Linked DNA regions of Mus musculus: region 2 is linked to region 1. The links are chromatin contacts, called in public promoter capture Hi-C maps. All regions are on one chromosome and are shown on one strand. Each heading gives the region's core, a stretch centred on a gene start, on an enhancer-like site or on the middle of the called end of the contact. The rest is flanking DNA. Distances are from core to core; before and after follow the strand shown. Region 1 overlaps Arhgap31 (Rho GTPase activating protein 31). Region 2 overlaps B4galt4 (UDP-Gal:betaGlcNAc beta 1,4-galactosyltransferase, polypeptide 4).

What was found. Capture Hi-C pulls out chosen DNA fragments and counts their contacts.
Region 2: a contact with region 1 is called in a promoter capture Hi-C map of adipose tissue. The contact joins two enhancer-like sites. A contact is called at or near these places in 2 of 15 datasets of contacts at CTCF or cohesin (large pre-B cells and pro-B cells), 2 of 484 Hi-C or Micro-C datasets (embryonic stem cells and nephron progenitors), 5 of 115 datasets of contacts at active chromatin or transcription factors (T-cell acute lymphoblastic leukemia, embryonic stem cells, memory CD8 T cells and 1 more) and 5 of 9 other capture datasets (adipose tissue, embryonic stem cells, embryonic tail and 2 more).

What each region holds. Positions count from the first base shown.
Region 1 is chr16:38,624,239-38,627,928 of GRCm38.p6, forward strand. It overlaps Arhgap31 (Rho GTPase activating protein 31), which reads right to left. Exons shown (of 12, transcript NM_020260.2): 4 at 1,313-1,395; 5 at 309-416. Gm36482 (a long non-coding RNA gene) reads left to right here. Exons shown (of 6, transcript XR_003951954.1): 3 at 3,538-3,654. Among named protein-coding and RNA genes, the nearest start is that of Gm36482, 11 kb to the left of the region's middle. Within about 2 kb of position 1,898, at least 8 of the 459 cell types and tissues checked have an H3K27ac peak or open chromatin away from gene starts, as enhancers often do. A contact at or near this core is called in adipose tissue, where this site is marked.
Region 2 is chr16:38,762,064-38,765,753 of GRCm38.p6, forward strand. B4galt4 (UDP-Gal:betaGlcNAc beta 1,4-galactosyltransferase, polypeptide 4) reads left to right here. Exons shown (of 7, transcript NM_019804.4): 5 at 1,006-1,128. Among named protein-coding and RNA genes, the nearest start is that of B4galt4, 22 kb to the left of the region's middle. Within about 2 kb of position 1,643, at least 40 of the 459 cell types and tissues checked have an H3K27ac peak or open chromatin away from gene starts, as enhancers often do. A contact at or near this core is called in adipose tissue, where this site is marked.

The sequences.
Region 1 (3,690 bases), core at 648-3,147:
AGCAGTTGATTCAAGTTATAGCCATCTGTCGCCTCACCACAGCAAAGAAAAGACAATGAACTTCAGAGCCCCAAAAAGCCTTTTCAAGAAGTGGTAACATACAGACCCGTATCTTTAGCCACACCGGGGTAATAGCCAACAAATGCCTTTAGAACCAGCGTTTCCAAGGGAGCAGGCTAAGAGCTTAAGACCTTAACGGCAGTTTCAAGCTGTATATGCTATAAAAAGACCACTCAGCCATGCCGTCAAGTGCTTTATCTCTGAAGGACCCAGGCTTTGCTGCTCTGAGCCCACGCGGTGGTAGTCACCTGAGGAGGTTTGGGGCCCACACCAGGGCCAGGTTCCTGGCGTGCATGTTGGTCTTGCTGCTGAATGAGGCGATGTGGGCCAGGTGTCGAATCAGGTATTCCAAGGTCCTGAAAGAGTTCGTTTGTTCAATTGATTTTTGGCAAAGTAAGAAATGTCAGTGCCTATGTGAAGTCTGCCATGTGGAGGTCATACCCAAGTTGGGATGAAGGAGTCTCTGTCTTATGGACTTTGAAGGAACACTGGGGAGAGATCAAGATTGATGAAGGGCCACTTCCTTGACTCCAGGGCCACTGACTCAGGATGGGGACAGATGTCAGCACTGTAAGATGTCAGATGAAACTGTAGGTCCAGGGACAGAAACAGAGCATCACAGGCCGCAGGCCCAGAGCTCTTAGTGACAACTTACTTCTTTCTCACCCTGGGGAAAATTCACTTTCCCACAATCCTCAAATAGGTTCTCATCTCGATTCTCAGGGATAGCTGTCTAGCTACAGGCTACCTGGGTTCTTGTCAGTGGGCCCGTTTCATAAACGAATGTTTGTTGACTTTAGGACGTTCTTTATAATACCACATCAAATTCTGCTAACCCTGGGAAAGTTAGTACCACTCCCGATAATCTGTTTGATAGGAAGGATAGGGATGATGTTTGGGGTAATCTTAAGATGCTCATGAGTCATAGTCACCCCCAACTTTAAGGTTTGGAAACCTGGGTTTCCAAAGGCTTCTTTGTAGTATAATTCAGCTTATAAACCAAAGCTGTCACAGTGAGGCTGGCTTGTGTGACTGTGATGACATTCTTTGGTACTCTGATGAGTATCCTGCAAGTGGAAGCAGGTTGTCCTCGGCTACCAACATCCCTGGTTGGACACCCGATCGTCCTGATAACACCGACTGCTCATTAATTTCCAAAACGCCTCCAGGAAAGCCACCATCCACTTGCTCCAGTTGTCACATGTCCCTGCCTCCTGGATGTTTTACCACACGGAGTCTGAGCGTTTCTTACCTATAATGGGGTGGGGGAAGCTCCAGGATAACATTCTGGATTCTGGCCAGCTGGCCTTCTTCTGGGCGATGAGACACTGCTTCCTGTGGAGAAGAACATGAAGTACCCAGTGAGCATCCAGGAGCCAGGACCCTTCCTGCATGTCCTGGTCTTATTCAGGACTCAGATCTTCCAGCCTTACAACTGCACCTGCAGATCCTGTCCCAGAAGCACTGGTGTCTGTGTCAATGGCAAGCCACATGCCCTTTCTGAGTCCCAGAGTCAAGGGTCTTCACCCTGTATGCACACAGGAGTGGGTGGGTCTCTGGGTGCCCTCAGAGGTTGTTTGGCGTCTGAGAAAGAACGTACAGGATTGAAAGGTGTCCTGCATGGCAGAGAGCCATAGACGCTTACATTCAGAGAGACAGCACAGGGACACACGTCTTTGGGTGTGAACAGCTACATACTTGTCACCTAGCCTGTGACTATTCCATGACTCCTAGTCTTCAACTGCTGCCTGTTTTGTCTGCCAAAAGGCAGAGAAGACGTGCCTTTCTTATCAGGCACAAGAGTTTTGTCCCCAGGATCTGGCGGCCTTGCTCTGATTTGCTATCTGCTTATATCCTGTGTGGGCATCTTGTTCCCGGCAGTCCAGGGCCTTGCAGGGGAGGCAGGAACACCATGAGGACAACGTGATGACAGGCTGGCTCATGTCCATCTCTCGCTGGCCCTAGGCTGCCTTGTGACACAGCATCCCTAACGATTCTTCAATTCTAGCCCTGTTTCCTATCTTGAGAATATATCCTGCCTGTGTGTGATGACTAAAACTGACAGTCAACTTGAGGGGATTCTAAAATCACTGAAGAGACATGTCTTTTGGTATGTCTGTAAAGGACTATCTAGATTAGGTTAATTGAAGTGAGGAGATTTAGGCACCCTAAATATGGACAGTGCCATTCCATAGGCTGGGATCCTGTACTGAATAAAAAAGAAGTAAATTGAGCCAATCACAAGCATTCTCTGTTTCTGGACTCAGGGCAGCGTGGCTAGCTGTCACCTGCTCTTGCATCTACTTTGATAACCACTGCTGGCTGCGATATAAGCAAAAATCAAGATTCAAATCTGGGGGTTTTGCACACCATTCACCCACATTTATTTGTTAGCTGGCATTTCTGGATCGTCCTTCCATTGTGGAGTACTGGGTGTGGCTTAGTGGTGAGAACATTGGCTTAGCGTGCACAAGGCCCTGGGTTGGATTTCCAGCCCAATGAAACAAATGATCAGAGTTCCTTGTAAGGCACTGCACAGTTTGGTGGTGATTGCATCTTCTTAGAAGGGCGAAGCAGGAAGGGAGTGAATTCAAGGCTTGCCTGGGCTACAGACTGTATTTATATCAAGATCCAGTTTCAAAAGCCATTATATTTATTATTATTCCTTGTGTATTTACGCATGGTATATATGTGAAGGTTGAGAATAGCCTGCAGAAATTGGTTCTCTCTTACCATGATGGATCCCAAGGATCAAACTCAGGTCACTGAGCTTGGCTGCAAGCATCTTTAACCACTGAGCCATCTCACTGTCCTCCATCCTAAAACTTTAAAAGGGATTGTGGCCCTAGCTCAGTGACAAAGCACTTCTTACCACATAAGAGGCTCTGCATCTAGTCCCTGGCACCACAAAACAAACAAAAGCCCAACAACAACAATTAACATTCACAGTTATACTCTTAGCAATGATAGCTTTTAGACACTACTCACTGAGAGCCGAAGCCAATTAACTTTGGGGAACACTCACTGTCTGCTGGGCCCTTCTCTCAACCACATCTACTGTGTATGTTCTGATTTAAAAGGATTCTAAGGTCCTGCCTGGGTCTCCCTACCCCTCTTGCCCCTGTTCCCAAACCACTCCTGTGCTGGGCAATGTCTGTGCCAGCATGCTCGTTTACTTACTTACTTGTAAATTTAAATTTTTTTTGTTTTCGAGACAGGGTTTCTCTGTGTAGCCCTGGCTGTCCTGGAACTTACTCTGTAGACCAGGCTGGCCTCGAACTCAGAAATCCGCCTGCCTCTGCCTCCCAAGTGCTGGGATTAAAGGTGTGAGCCACCACCGCCCGGCTTAAATTTCAATTTAAAGTAAGCTTACAAAGTGACAGGTTTCATTTTGGCATTTGAATTCTGTGTACACGCGTGCACCAGCCAGAGAAGTATGACTCTTGTCTTCCTGTGTGCCTATTCCTTTTGACACAGGGTCTCCCACTGAGCCCAGAGCTTGACAGTTAGCCATAGAGATCCTAATGTCTCCTGCATCATCGGTGCCTATGACGTCATCCAGTTTTTACGTGGACAATGAGAACCAGCATTCAGGTCTGTGGCTCGTGCATCAAGTGCTCTTACCTACTA
Region 2 (3,690 bases), core at 393-2,892, 140 kb after region 1:
ATCGGTATTTAGTTGGCTGAAGTCCGTGAAAAGTTTGAAATCGTCTCTGTGGTCACATGGTTCTGTTTAGTAGCTCCCTCCAGCTGCAGTTTGGGAGGATGCCAGAGTTGTATTAAGGGTTAGCCTTAGCCCAGCTTGCTGACAGGTCAGTGGGATAAGAGTCCTTTTATCCTGGGAGCTACTCTCTGACATTCCTCCCACCCTATTGTCCTAGGCCTTTGGCTTCCTCTTCTCCTTATTAGTCTTAACAGTGGTTCAGCGGATGTTCAACTCTTCTTGCTCATTCTATAGTCGTCCAGGTGTCTCCTACTCCACGGTCTTCAGGTACTCACAGCTGCTGAGTTATCTCCGCACAGGTGTCTTGTGAACGTGAACCCTTCCTCCATTGCCCGTTGGCATAAGCCCTAGGAACGTCTCAAATTTAGCCTAAGAATAAATTCATTGTCTTGCTCTCAAAACCAAACGATTTTCTTCATACTCAGTTTTCATGAAAGACACTGCATTCCATCTGATTGCCCAAGCCCGCAGTTCAGCCGAGTGGGGGTGGCCTGTTGATCTCTGTAGAAAGCAGACTCTTAAGATGGTGGTTTGCAGAGTGAGCACAATCAAAGCACGGACTGGAACTGTCTCCTGATTTACACCTCTTCTCTACCCTAAGAAGAAAGGGGGAGGGGGAGTATATTTATCATGAGACTCATTGATGCTGAACATACCTGGTGTTCTTAGCAGCCTTTACATGGGATGGATTCTCTCACTCACATTTAAGGCAATACTGAATACCAGTGTTATTGATAACAGGCACGTGGGTCACCTTACTTAGTGGGGTCACCCAACAGCAGATCAAAGGCCAGCAGTACAGGGAGACATGAGGCAAGAGTAGATAGTTGAAATGGGTGGAGGTGAACCATCTCCCAAGGGTTCCTGGAATGCTAGCCCCCGAAACCAGAGGGGGAACAGAGGGGCTTTGTGCTAAATGTCACTTCTCTGTTTTCTCTTTTGCTCCAGGTTGCGTTACAGTAAATATTTTGGGGGTGTCACTGCCCTCAGCAGGGAACAGTTTCTCAAGGTGAATGGATTCTCTAACAACTACTGGGGATGGGGAGGAGAAGACGATGACCTCAGACTCAGGTGAACAGCAGAGAAGGGACCTTCCCGGGGCTCTGCTCTCAGGGCTGACCTGGAAACCCGCACTTGTGTGTAGTTCCTGGACATGCCAGGCCAGCAGGTCCTAAGGCTGCAGAGTTGGGCTTAAATGGTGCCAGGGTGTGTGTGTGTGTGTGTGTGTGTGTGTGTGTTGATGGTAAAGATGTACCCATTGCCCAGAAATTCCTAACTATTCAAAAGCCCATAAGTCAGAGCTGTGATCCCAAGGGCCTCCTGGGCAGACAGCAGGGGACCTTTTCCCTCTTCCTGATGCTGCTTAGAAAGTGTGTTCTAAGCTCGAGATCTGAATTGACAGATATGCCACGATCAAGCACCCAGGAGGCTGGTGTGAAGGAGCTAGGCCTCATGCTGCTTAGCCTTGGCCCCTTCGGGCAGAGAGCCTTTTGCCGTGTTTCTGAAAGAGGAAGGTTTTCCTGCCTAAGGGCTCCATGTCACCCAGACCCCAGCAGTCACCATCATGGTCACACAAGCTGCTGATCATACAGAGTCAGGGTTAGGAAGGGCTAGAGGAAGCCAGTACTTCCTTTTTCCCCAAGTCCCTTGTACTGCTTAGCTGGGCGAGCAGTAGATAGTTGCAATGGTTACATACCATCTCTGTCTCCTTTCCCACAGTTTCTTAGCTTTAAGGGAGAGTGAAACCTTAAGTTTTGTTTTTGTCAGCAGGGGAAGGGTTCACCTTCAGCAGCCTCGAGAGTTCTTTTCAGAGATCGCTGCTCATGGCTGAGAAGAACTTCAGGACAAGCCAGCAGGAAGCAGAATTGGAATTTATCCAAAGGCATTTTTACTACATACTTGGGTGCAGGAGTTCACAGATATAAAGGTCTTTTGGGGGAAAGAATAAGATATACGTGTTGGTGTGAACTTCTCTAGGGAAAATTATATTTCATTGTCTTACATGGCTTGAATGTGCACACACATGCACACATACTTGGTCCTGTTTCTGAGATAGATTGCTTAAAGGGTGTAAATTACAACAAAGTTTCACGTTTTTTTTTTTTTTTTTTTAGTCTTTATTTTTTGCCTACAAATGTTTTGTCTGCATAGACATACCTGTGCACTGTGTATGTGCAGGGCCTGCGGAGGGCAGGAGAGGGAGTCTGATTTCGCCTGGGACTGGAGACAGTTGTGAGCCACCCTGTGGTTGCTGGGGATTGAACTCTGGTCCTCTGGAAGGGCAATCAGAGCCCTTAACCATTGAGCCATCTTTCCAGGCCTACAATAAGGTTCAAAGACCTATGAGCTGGCTTATTTATTTCTCTCCAAAATTTTTCTTTTGTAAATGAAGTTGGGGGTGGTTTGGGGATGTGGGTTATTTAGATTTACAGATGAGAGATGAGTGTCAAGGTAGAAAACTTGAGGATTTACACATTCTGTCCCTGCATGGACACTGTTGATTTTAGCATCCTAGTTTGAAGTATCTGTAGGAAAACCCTGTTTATCTCTGCAGGCAAGTTTGGCCATATCAGCAGTGCTGAAGTTTCCGTTCTGTCTGTAGGAAAGGCAGCCAGATTCTGGAGTGTGGGGGCTCTTCCTCGCCATGTCTTTTTGCTTTTCTGTCTTTCTCTTCTGCCTCCATGAGACATCGTGATCCTCAGAACAGGTTTCCACCAATGCACTGAATAAACCAGGAAGGATGGAGCATAATATTGATTGAGACTTGCTGACTAATATTGAACACCACCCATCTTCTCTCCTACAGTATTTATTACAGTTTGTAAAGCATGTTCCAAGTGAATTCTGTTGTTTGAGCCTTTGAAATGCATTCTGTGTCACCAGTCTCATTTATAGACAAGGCCAAGATCTGGTAGAGCGAGCCGACTCAATGCTGTTGTCAGGCACAGAGCTTAGATGGAACCTTGGTTTGTGGCCGAGATTATGACTTTACACAGTCATTGCTTTCCTTGTGATGAGATAGCATTATTAATTATAGATCCCAGCAGACTCGGCTGTCTTGCTGCTTAGGATGCATAATAAATTAATATTTTATCAGGTCCTTTCCTCTCATTTTAAGAGTAATTAACTTCAAATTGGCATTTCTCCGCTACGTAAGTGTTAAATGCTATTTCTAAGTTTTTGAGCCACCGAAGACAATGGAGAATAATTTCCTCACACCTACACATGGCTGTGTCTTATTCTTTCCACACACAACCTCCATGTCTGTGAATGCCTGAATCCAGTCTAGATTAAGCACTTCCGGTTCACTTGGAACTCACTGTGTAGCTCAGGCTAGCCTCAGTTTATCACAGATCCTCATGCCCTTGATTAGCATTGCCACCCAACCTGCTAGAATTACGGATGCGTGTTACCACGGGAAGATTCTTTTAGTTTTTGAATGACCTTTCTTTAAACTAGGATGCTGAAAATTTGCACCACTTTTATTTATTTATTTATTTATTTATTATTTATTTATTTATTTTTAGAAATCCCATAGGGTTGTCATATATACTGCTTACTTATTCTGTCCTGAGAGGTTATGACTGCTAAGTGTCTGGGTGGCACTTTGGTGAAAGAGGACAGTGACTATGT